Linked DNA regions of Canis lupus: region 1 is linked to region 2. The links are chromatin contacts, called in public Hi-C maps. All regions are on one chromosome and are shown on one strand. The core of a region is the stretch at or near the end of the contact, and the rest is flanking DNA. Distances in the headings are between cores, read along the strand shown. Region 1 overlaps BCOR (BCL-6 corepressor). Region 2 overlaps BCOR (BCL-6 corepressor).

The links. A called contact is a pair of places that touch in the nucleus more often than the background predicts.
Region 1: a contact with region 2 is called in a Hi-C map of skin fibroblasts, with 2.0 times the contacts expected there. The contact joins two enhancer-like sites. A contact is called at or near these places in 2 of 9 Hi-C or Micro-C datasets (blood and skin fibroblasts).

The regions. Positions count from the first base shown.
Region 1 is chrX:34,854,773-34,860,050 of UU_Cfam_GSD_1.0, forward strand. The region is part of intron 1 of BCOR (BCL-6 corepressor); the gene reads right to left. Among named protein-coding and RNA genes, the nearest start is that of BCOR, 21 kb to the right of the region's middle. Within about 2 kb of position 1,464, at least 3 of the 20 cell types and tissues checked have an H3K27ac peak or open chromatin away from gene starts, as enhancers often do.
Region 2 is chrX:34,814,222-34,819,189 of UU_Cfam_GSD_1.0, forward strand. The region is part of intron 1 of BCOR (BCL-6 corepressor); the gene reads right to left. Among named protein-coding and RNA genes, the nearest start is that of BCOR, 62 kb to the right of the region's middle. Within about 2 kb of position 2,015, at least 6 of the 20 cell types and tissues checked have an H3K27ac peak or open chromatin away from gene starts, as enhancers often do.

The sequences.
Region 1 (5,278 bases), core at 214-2,713, 40 kb after region 2:
GGAGGGGGTGAAGGACCGGGGAACTCCCTCGCGGAAGGTGGGGGACAGTCTGAGGTGTCTTTGGTGTCATTTGATGACCGCTAATCCGATCGGCTCCCAGGCCCTCTGTGCCGCTCCGAGGGGGTGGGTCAGTTCTGCCCCGGCCGGTAGCGTCGTGCAGGGGGACGAGCCAAAGCAAACCTGGAGCTCACTCACTCTCCAGCTCCCTGTCCTCCGGCCACCACCCTTCACTTCACCTTCCCGCATCTAAGGAAGGGGAGGGCAACCAGGCCCTGCCCCCCACCCCGCGGGGCGCTCCCCTCCGCCTGGGAAGCTCAGACTGAGAGCGAGGGTTTTCCCCCTTTCCCCTGGGCTCTCTGGGTTTCTAACTTCCTCTAAACCTCCCTCCTCGCTCCGAAAAGCCCCGAGGAGAGGAGCCGAGAGGAAGCACGCCGCGAGTGTGCGAAATGAAGAACATGTGTGGGGACGGCGGCATCAGAGTGCAGCCGCCGGGGGGTGAGGGGTGGCGAAGGCCCCCGCGCAGCCGGAGGCTCGGGGCGGCAGCAGCCAGCGCCTCTGCTCGGCGTTGGGGACGCGGAGCCGCAGCGAGAAGCGGCGAAGAGGCTGGGCTGGCCTCGTGGCGGGCGGCGGGGGGGGGGTTGCGGGGGCTGCCGCGCCGTGGGGGGTGGGGGGCGGGGACGCAGCCCCGGCTTCCTGGGCCGCAGCTGCGACCGAGGGCGCAAGAGCAGATCGTGCTCGGCGGCGGCGGCGGGCGGCGGCGGCGGCGGCGGCTCGGGCCCGCCGCGCTCGCAGCTGAGAATCAACAAAGGGAGCCGGCAGGCGAGCGGGGGAGGGGCGCCGCCGAGCGTTCGCTGGCTGCTGTGGAATAATAAAAAATAATTAATAATGATAATAAGAGAAAAATCCCCGGGCTTTCATGGCTCTAGGTTTCCGTGTGGCTGCAGCGGGAAGCGCGCTGTCCTTGAGGCGGCCTCTCTCGCCTGGTCTCCCCGCCCCTCCCCCTCCCTCGCCCCCTCCCCTCCCCGGGAACCGGGAAGAGAAAGGTCTGCAGCTGACAAATATTATCCATTCTCCCCATCGATCGCGGAGTGTACAGATGTGAGCGCTTGATGTGCCCGCGGAGCGGCGGATCCTCCCTGCTCGCTCGCTCTCGCCCAGGCTCCGCTCACCGCCCCCCTCCTCCCCCTTTGTTCTCCTCCCCTTTCCCTCTCTTTAAATAGATTTCAGGGCGCTGCCTGTTGGAGAGCAGCTGGCGATCTCTCCCGAGAGAGGGAGCGAGCGCAGCCCGAGGTGCCCTGTCACCAGCTTCCCCTCCCCCACCTCGCCTTCCCAGTGCGGGCCCACCCCCCGTCCCCACCTTTCTCCAGTTTCCAAAACAGAAAACACCGGGAACACCCACGTCCACTGCACCGCGAGTCTCTCGGAGCCTTTGGACCCCTCGCGCTGTCCCTGTGCTGTTCCTGTCTTGGCGTCTTTCTGTGCGGGGAAGGGAGGGGGCGCAGGGAGGGGACCCAGGGACGTGCCGGAAGAGCTGAGGGTCGGGATCTTTCCCCGGCAGCAGCGGGGACGCAGCCCCGGTCACGCTGAGGGGAGACAGTTTATCCATTAGGGAAAGTCGGCGGAGGCGGCCCTTTTATTCCTCTTTTGCAGATGGCAGATTAAGCCGACAGCGTCCGGCCTCAAAGGGGCCGGCAGCTCGGCGAAGGGTTAACCCGTCAACCGGTGATCGCGGGCGGGCGGGCGCGCGCGCGCGCGCACACACACACACACACACACACACACCGCGCGCGCGCGGCGCGCCCTCCCCGCCCGCCCGGGCGCCCGCCACAGCCCGCAGTGCGCCCGGGGCTTGGGGGGGGCACTTGGGGGGGAGGGGTGGGGCGGGCTTAACCAGGCCGCTCGACTGAGCCGAGGCCACCTCGCCGTCTGTCACTTAAATGATTGTCCTCCGCTCTGCTCGGTGCGGTCAGTACGGGCTGTTAACAGGCAGTTGCAATCAGTTTCCGAAAGGTCAGCCAAGGTCCTCCGGCTCTCGCAGACGGAAGGCATTACGAAACCGCTTTTGTATCTGCAGGCACTTTAGAAAAAGAGGCGAGGAGGGGCGCACCGCAGCGTCGCGGTGCAGCGAGCCCCGAGAGCGAGGGGCGGAGGCCGCAGGGCGGGGGGGGGGTGTCTCCCCCCCCCGCGGCCTGCACCCGCGTTGGGAAACCAACCGGCGGGTGACCCAGGCCCTCCCGATTTCGATGGGGAAGCAGGAAAGAATGGGGAGTGGGTGGGCAGGCGGCAAGGGAAGGAGGAATGGGAGGAAGCGGGAGAGGCGTCCTGGCTCCCCTCCTCGCCCGGCCTGCGGCCCACACCAGGACCCGGACGAGGGCCGGCGGCCTTGGGTGCGGCAGGACCCCGCTCGGACTCTCAAGTCCTCCTGACGCCGGCAAGTGGGCGAGGGACGGTTGTGGGGGCAGGGGAAAGAGAGACCCTCGCAGAGCAAGCGAGTCCCCGCACCGTGTCTGAAGACGCTGCTGCTGCCGCCGCTAGAAGTCGTCCATCAGCAACCAGTCCAACCTGCCAGTGATAATGTGCGATCAACACCAAATCACCCCCGCCAGGCGCGATCCATCATCGCTGCGCGCCGCGGGCCCGCGTGAGGCTGACTTGGGGCTGGGGGCGGGGGGGGGGGGCTGCGGAGCAGGAAGCGGTCGCCCAGCGCATTGGGATTGCCGGCGCACCTAGCCGCCCCTCTCCGAGGCCTGCAGAACTCTCCAAGTTCCCCCGCCGCAAAGCGCAGACCGAGTTCCTGGCGCAGGTCACTTAAGGAGCCCTTGCATCCTCGGTGCCCTACCACCTGGGTCACACCCTACAAAGCCATCCCGTCCTCGGAACTGCCCTGCCGGTCCCTTCCCCCTCCTCCGAGAAAGCCTGGCTGGCGGGAAATTAATATTTAATATCGTGAAATTGATTAAAGGGCTGGAAGCCGACGATGGGGTGGGGGGAAGGGTAGGGGCGTAATTAAAGATCTGAGAGTCGTGGCCGTTCCTCGTCTGCCCCAGCCGCATGCGGCCTTTGTGAGGCTGAGGCGGGGTCGCATCGGGCTGAGTCTGGCGGTTCCAGGGCCCTGGTGCCCGCAGCCTAGGTTCTGGCAGGTGATGGATGGCAGAGGGCAGGGGTGGCACCGCGAGGTCCTGACTGGCCCGGAGATGGCGAGTAACCTCAGCGCACGTGGAGCTGTACCGAGAGCAGTGCCTCCTTTGCCTGCCGGCTCAGTGGGCTCATCTGGGCCGCAGGAGCCCGAGGGTGGGATGCTGCACTTCCTCACTGCTGGTAGGGCGCAGAAGCGCCTTAGATGCCAAGGGAGACCTCTAGGGCGCGACCCCCCTGAGACGCCAAGGTCCCCAGCGCAGCTTCACAGCTTCACACTGGGCTCTGAGGCCACCTCCCCAACCCCTCACGGGGGGTCTTCCAGGCCTCTCACACAGCCGTTCGAAAGAAGAGTCAGGTTCACCCAGTTCTGTAACTGCGGGATCCTGAGACCCAGGCTGCCGGGCGCTGCCGCTGGTTCTTTCTCATCCAGGCCCCACCCCAGGCCGCTCACACTTGGGGCAGCTTAACTCGTTCAGCTGCACTGCAGATGGGGCCTGCCGCTCCAGGCGGCGGTCTCCTGGGAGTCGTCACCAAACCTGCTCGGTGGGCCGCCTGTCGTGCCTTTTATGGTTACTGCGCCTCCCAGGAGGGGCATGGGGCTGGACAGGGCTGGAGGTGAGTGCGCCCTGGCCATCGGAGCTGGTGTTACCAGAGGAATTCTGTGGGCACGTGGTCAGCGGTAACCCGTTGGCGCTGGCTGCGGTTTCCAAAGCAAAGGGATGGCTCCCTGGCAGTATTGACTCCCAGCTCCTGGAGGCCTGGCTTCAAAGGGCCGCTTTGAACTTTTTCTTGCATATGATTTATTTTTTGGTAAAGCATTGTGTCTGAATACCAACAAGTGCACAGAGGGGAGACAACGCATCAACACAACCAGCGGCGTCCTTGGACCTCATCAGTTGGGGAGAGCCAGGACAGCCCTCGAGGCTCCAGGTCCACTAGACGGAAGGTTAGGTCCAATCTTGGGTTTATTGCTGCCCATGAACAAAGCACTGGGAGCTGCCCAAACTGGGGCAAGAGAGAGGTAATTAAAAGAGGGGCTGCAGAAGGCTGGAAAGGCTGGTGTAGCTGTTGCTTAGGTGGGTGGAGGAAGTGTTCTCCATAAGAGTAACAAGCCTGTGCAAACCTTATGCAGAACAAGTTTATTTCACCAAAACAAAACAAGTTCAGATTCAGCCTCTCACACTCAGCCGATAAACCACAGGCAAACTTTGGATGGAAGCTTGAACTCATGGGAGGTGCCGGCCTGGAAGTTTACAGAGGACAATGGCCAGCTTTTCCAGGTACATCTCTGTTCCTACCATTGTGATTCTACCTGCATCAGCTGCTCCCTCCCGGGGCGGGGAGAGGCGGCTTCTGACCTCCCAACCTGAGCCGGAGGCAAGATCACTCAGAATGCACCGCATTCATCAATGCCATTTCTGGTAAATTGGACCTCAGGTTTTGGAGTGTCCTAGGAAGAAGGCAGCCTACACTGTGCGCATACCGATGTCAGAGCCAATGTGACCAGCGGCCCACGTCCTATAGCCTTTACTAGGTAATATTACGGATTTCACAACCGGATGTGCCAGATTTTCCAAGAGAATTCTGATTTCAAGAGCCCTGGGCCCTGTGTCTTCGCCGGGCATGACCCCCTCCCTGTGGTCACTGGCATTGCGTAACTGTGCACCAAAGGTGTTCCGGGGCTTACTGGCCGAGCTGCCGAGGCGAGAGGAAAAGGCTCGGGGGTGAGGGTGAGGCCCGCACCCAGTGGTACCCGCTGGCCCTTCGTCCACCGTGCGTACTCCGGCTGCCACCCTCACAGTCCTTATTTCAGCCAAGGCCTGGCCCTACCCCTTCGGAACCCGAGTCTGGGAGAGTTGGTTGATAAAATGTCCCTTTAGGGCCCGTCCAGGTAGAGCGCCTGGCAGGGTGCCTGTCTGGGGAAGTCGCAGGACTGGGTCCTCGGGGGTCCCTGCGGGTCGAGGAGGAGCGGTCCCCCGGGAGACACAGCCACCCGCGCCGGCTCCCGCGGGGGGCGCTGCCTGCCTCCCCCGCCACCCCGGGCGCCCGGGGCCCGCGCGGATGCTCGTCGGCCGCCATCTTAGCCCGGGCGGCGCGGGCGGCGCTGCCCCCGGCGGTGGGACTGCGGAGCCGCAGGCCG
Region 2 (4,968 bases), core at 765-3,264:
GGGGAGGAGGAATGAAGGCAGAGTGAGAGGCCTCAACCCAAGACCCACCGCCGGCTTTTGAGACAAGAAGGGAAGGAGAAATTGGTAAACGCAGCACCAAGAAAGCAAGGCCTAGGGAAAGCCACAAGCCCAAGGCCATCCCCAGAATTTTTTTTTTTTTAATCTGGCCATCGAAGCCTTCCATCCCAGACTGGACCCTCTTCGTAGTACTAGAAAGGCTTGGGAGAAAGAATAAATCCTGTCACCCTTGTCCCCCCTCCCAAGCGCCCACATTTTGAATCTTCCTTTTCCACTGACAATCCAGAGACCTCCTTCCTCCCCGTTTAACACACCAGTGTTTTTTAGCAATTAAGGCGAGAAGGGGGTGGGGATAAAGATAAGCCAATTTTTTTTCCGCCATGCAAGTGTGAAAGATAAGATAACGCTAAGCTGGGGCAAAGCGGCTGCTTACAACCTCCCCTCAGCGATTTTGATCGGTCACTTCTTATCTCGCAAAAATGCTCCTTTCGAAAACTGCATCAAAAAAAAAAAAAAGGCAAGAAAGAAAAAGGCCGAGGGAAAGCATTTTCATTTGGAAGTGACATTTAAAACCCACCTCCTCTACACCAGCAACCCCTTCTTGATCCGTGGGGCTCCCCAGGAAAAGTCGCACCTTGACTACAGGGTTTCAGGCTTTCTCGTGAGGGGGGGCAGGATTACTAGTGTAATTAGGTTGAATAAAACCAAGGATGCGTGAGTTGGATTTATCCTGCATCCAACCCCAAGCTTGCAGCCGGGTTTTCTTCTCTTAGTTGCTGACCAGTGTTTGTGTTTCTCCATCGCGTTCGCGTGTTGAAACTAAACAGCTAGTTATATTTGGGAGGGTCATATAACTATGTCAACACTACGTGGTTGTTAATGCGAAATAATAAGAAACTCTGCTGGTTTTTGCAGGCCCCTGTAAAGGAAGGAAAAGGTATCATGCACCCCAGAACCCGAGAACTCTCAGCCCCACCGCACTCTCTGGGAGTTTGATAAAAATCCTCCCCACCCACCCTCCCGCACAAATATATTAAAAAGGGGTTTTCGGAAGATTTCGTATTTGTTTAGGGAGGTTTCGGTATTGAACTCCAAGCCCGGGGGGGGGGGGTGGCCTGTAAACTGCCCCTCTCCCCATCCAGGGCACGGGCTCCAGATCGCCAACATCAGGGCGGGCGCCCCAGGCCGAGTGGCTGAGCCTCCGTGCCCACCTCCGGCTTAGAGCTCCAAGGCTCCAGCCACTTCACCCCCCATCCCGGGTTCGCGCCTCGGCGCTGGATGCACACGGAGTCTGCCCCCTCCGGGCCAGGCTGCGCGACCTAAAGCCCGGGGCCGGCCGCGGCCGGATTGTCCCCCGGGGAGCCGAAACCGCCGAGCGGGGAAACCCCTCCTCTCGCCCTTCCCCGAAAAGCCTGGCCGCGGCGTAGGCGCCGAGCTGAGCGGGCATCCGCTGACAGCCGGGCCTCACGTAAGGCCTACACGCGTCCCATTAGTCAGCCTGAGTTCCCCTCGGGCGAGCCGTCTGGCGCGGCCCCAAGGCCGGGCGCGGGCGGGGAGGGGTGCGGGGCCGCAGCGAGCCGGGACCGGGGCGGGGGCGCGGGCTCTGCGGGACCCGACCGGGCTCGGTTCCGCGTTCCTGGGCCCGCGGGTAAGCTGAGCCGCCGGGGCAGGCCGCTCCCTAGCTGGCGCCGAGGCGCCGAGCTGCGCTTCACGTGCCCGCCATATCAGCGGCGGCGGCGGCGGCGGCGGCGGCGAGGAGAGGGGGCAGGGAGGCGCGCCGCAGCTCCCGCGGGGTCCCCGGCCCCCGCCTCCCCCTCCGCGCTGGGGGCTGGGCCGGGACCACTCCGCAGCCCCCGTCCCCGCTCCCGACAGGGAGCGGGGCTGCCAGATGCCAGGAGGCTGCTAGGGCGCTGCTCCGAAAGCTGCGCGGAGGCTGCAGCCAGGGGAGGGTGCTCCTCGCGGCCGCCCCGGGAACTTCCCAGCCGCCCCGCCGCCGCCGCCGCCGCCGCTGCCGCCGCCGCAGTCACCGGGACCGGAAGCCCTTGCGCCGCCCCGAGCGGCCTCTGCTGGCCCCCAGGGTTGTTCCAGACGAGGGCTGGCCGCGCGTCACCCAACATCCCTCCTGGCCCCAGGCGGCCTCCCTCGCCCCGGGACATCCCCAATTAAGCCCGGAGGACCCTTCTCGCGGTCCAGTGAGACCTCCTTCGGTGGCCGCCGTAAGAGCCACCCCCCACCCCGCCCCGCCCCCAGTCCCAGCCTCGCAGCTGGGACGGGAGGGGCACGGAGCCGCCACTCCGGCCGGGCAGGAACACCTGCTCCCGGGGCCCTGCAGCTGGGCGCGTGGTGCCGGGAGAGGCTGCCTACTGTTGTGTGCAGAGATCGCGGAGAACACGGGGCTCCGAAGCTCTGGGCCAGGCGCAGCCGCGTCTCGGCCGCCCCCATCTCCCACCCCTTCTGTGCGACCAAGCTCGAAGCCTGGGGACTCGGGGCTCCTGGGGGATCGAAGGGCCGCCACCCCTGGGATCCGACTTCTGTCCTTAAGAGGTCGTTCGCGAAACAGATGGGGCAAGACCTGTTTTGGGAGCCTTCCCGGTGTCCGCCCCCGCTCTCCAAACCAGACACACTCATCTCCCCTCGGCCCGGACTCTAGCCTTCGGCGGGGGACGAGAGTAGGTCATGGCGGCACTGGCACCTCCTCCACCACTCCCCCCCCCCGCCCCGAAGGGACTGGTATGGGGTTCAGACTTTGCCACTCCGCGTGGGGAGGGTGGATGGACCCTCCGCATCTTCTCCGTGCCCCGAGGAGATCGGGCGGCCCAGATGACCCGCGCTGCTTGCCCTGCCTCACCCCCCCTCCCCCGTTCCGCCCTCCCCGGGCTCCTGGCCCAGGGCCCGGCCGGGGAAGGCGTTGTTTTGCCAGCGGGGGCCGAGCGAGTGCGCAGAGAAAAGCCTCCCTGCTCTAATGAGAGTGCACACAGCGCTGCAGCGAGGAGGATGATTACCCGGCGGGCGGGGGGGCGCAGGCCCGGGCCGCGGGCGGCGTGTGCGGCGGCCCCGCGGGCCCGGAGTCCCCGCCTGTCTGGCTGCTAATCGCACGCTTTCTGCTGTTACGGAGGCAGGCGGGAGCCGGCGGCCGAGCCCAGCGCCGGCGACTCGGCGGGTGACACGGAAACATGGCGCAGCGCCCCTCCCCCGCCCGCCCTCCCCGCGCTCCCGCCTCCCGCCTCGCACTTCCTCCCGCCCGCGCGGCTTTTGCAGTTCTAATGCTCTGCTGTCGGCCCGGCACCATTACGCTAGCAGCCGCTTCTCGGCGGCCCCGCGCGTCTCTTTCCCCTTTGTTTTCCAGGTCTATAGAAAACGTTTGCTTTTGTCCCGAGCTCTCGTTAAACCAAACTTGTGGTGGCAACGGAAGGCGGTGCGGGCGGGGAGGGGCCCGGGGATTTTGGCAGCAGCCGACCAGAGCGTGGTGGAAACTTCTCTCGCTGGGTTCCCCGCCACCCCGCCTTCCCCCCTCCCCCCTCCCCTCACACACACAGGCCAGCCGGCCTGCCGACGCTTCCCCCTTTTCCCCCGAGAGGCCTCGGCGCTCCAGGAAGGAGATCTGGGCCAGAGGGGCTGTGACCAGGGGTGAAGAGCCTAGGGTGCGTGCCTGTGAGCTCCGAGTCTTGGGGCACGCGGTAACCTCGATCCTTGCAGCCCTGACTGTCCTCTCTCCCTCCCTTTGGTCATTCGGGGCTTTGTATCAGCTGGTGGAAAAGGAAGGGGAGGGAAGAGAAGAAAGTGGTTTGTGTGTGGCTTTTCTATTAAGGGTTTGTTGGAATCTCTCACCCCCAACTGTACAGGCTCCTTTATAGGATCTAGGGCGAGAAGGAGGGGGGATAAGCGGGGGCTCCACAGGGGGTAAGGGTCAGGAACCTAGACCTGGGAACTGGATCTTACTCTACTGGCCGACTCCGCCACATGGCCCGCTTGAAGGGTGGGGCGACCCTGCAGAGTCGTGGACGGTTGGGCCGGGTCCCTGGATCCAGGAAACGCCAGACCTCCCTCCCCTGGGCAAGAGCGCAGGTCCCCCCTGGCGTGCTCCCCAGCCCAGCGCGCACGCCTTGGCTCTCCGCACCGGAGCTGCTCAGGCGGCAATTTTTTAAGCCTGCAATTAAGCGAGGCGTCGCCGTGTCCTCTGCTAGTGTCGATCCTGTCAGTCGCACATGGCCTTGGTGCTCCGGTCCGAGGCCCCGCGATTAGTCACAGGCTCGCTTCACTCCTTCCCTAATCCGCCTCTGCAGGCAGCCTGGGGACGCGGCCGACTTGGCGGCGCTGGCAGGGAGCCACCGCGCGGGGCGGGCCGCCTGGCCAGTACCAGCCCCGCTGCTCCCGAGCCGGCGTGGGCCCCAGGGTGCGGGTTGGGACTCCCTCCCCCTTCACAGCCCCCAGGCAGGGGCGGCGGCGCCCCTCCTCCTCTCGCCCCACTCCCGGGCCTGCGAGATCTATTTGTGTGGTGTCATTTGCATAAAAATAGGACAAGTGTTTCAGTGCGTTCGAACGCGGGAGGCGAAATCCTTATTGATGTGTCTGTGTGCAGCCCTCGGTTGTCGGAGCGGTTTGATTTAGGGTGTTTGTGTTGCCTTCTGCGAGAAATGAGAGGAAATCCTGCGCAACGCCTTCGGCGGCCGAGGCCCCCCAGAGCATCGTCCCCCCTCTGCGCGGCCCAGAACGGTGCACCGCCTGGACCCCAGCGCGCCGAGTCCACAGCGAGCAGGTTGTGGGCCAGGCGGGCGGCCCATTATGACTCATAAAACCGGGCGGCCTAATCACCAGCTGCCAACCCGTTTACGTGTGGCGCTTCCCAATGCTCCCTTCGCCCGGCCCGGGCCTCCAGCGGGCTCGCTCAGGACACGGCTAGAGCCGCTCAGTTGGGGCTACCCAAGTGGCCACTCCTTCCCGTCTGCAGCG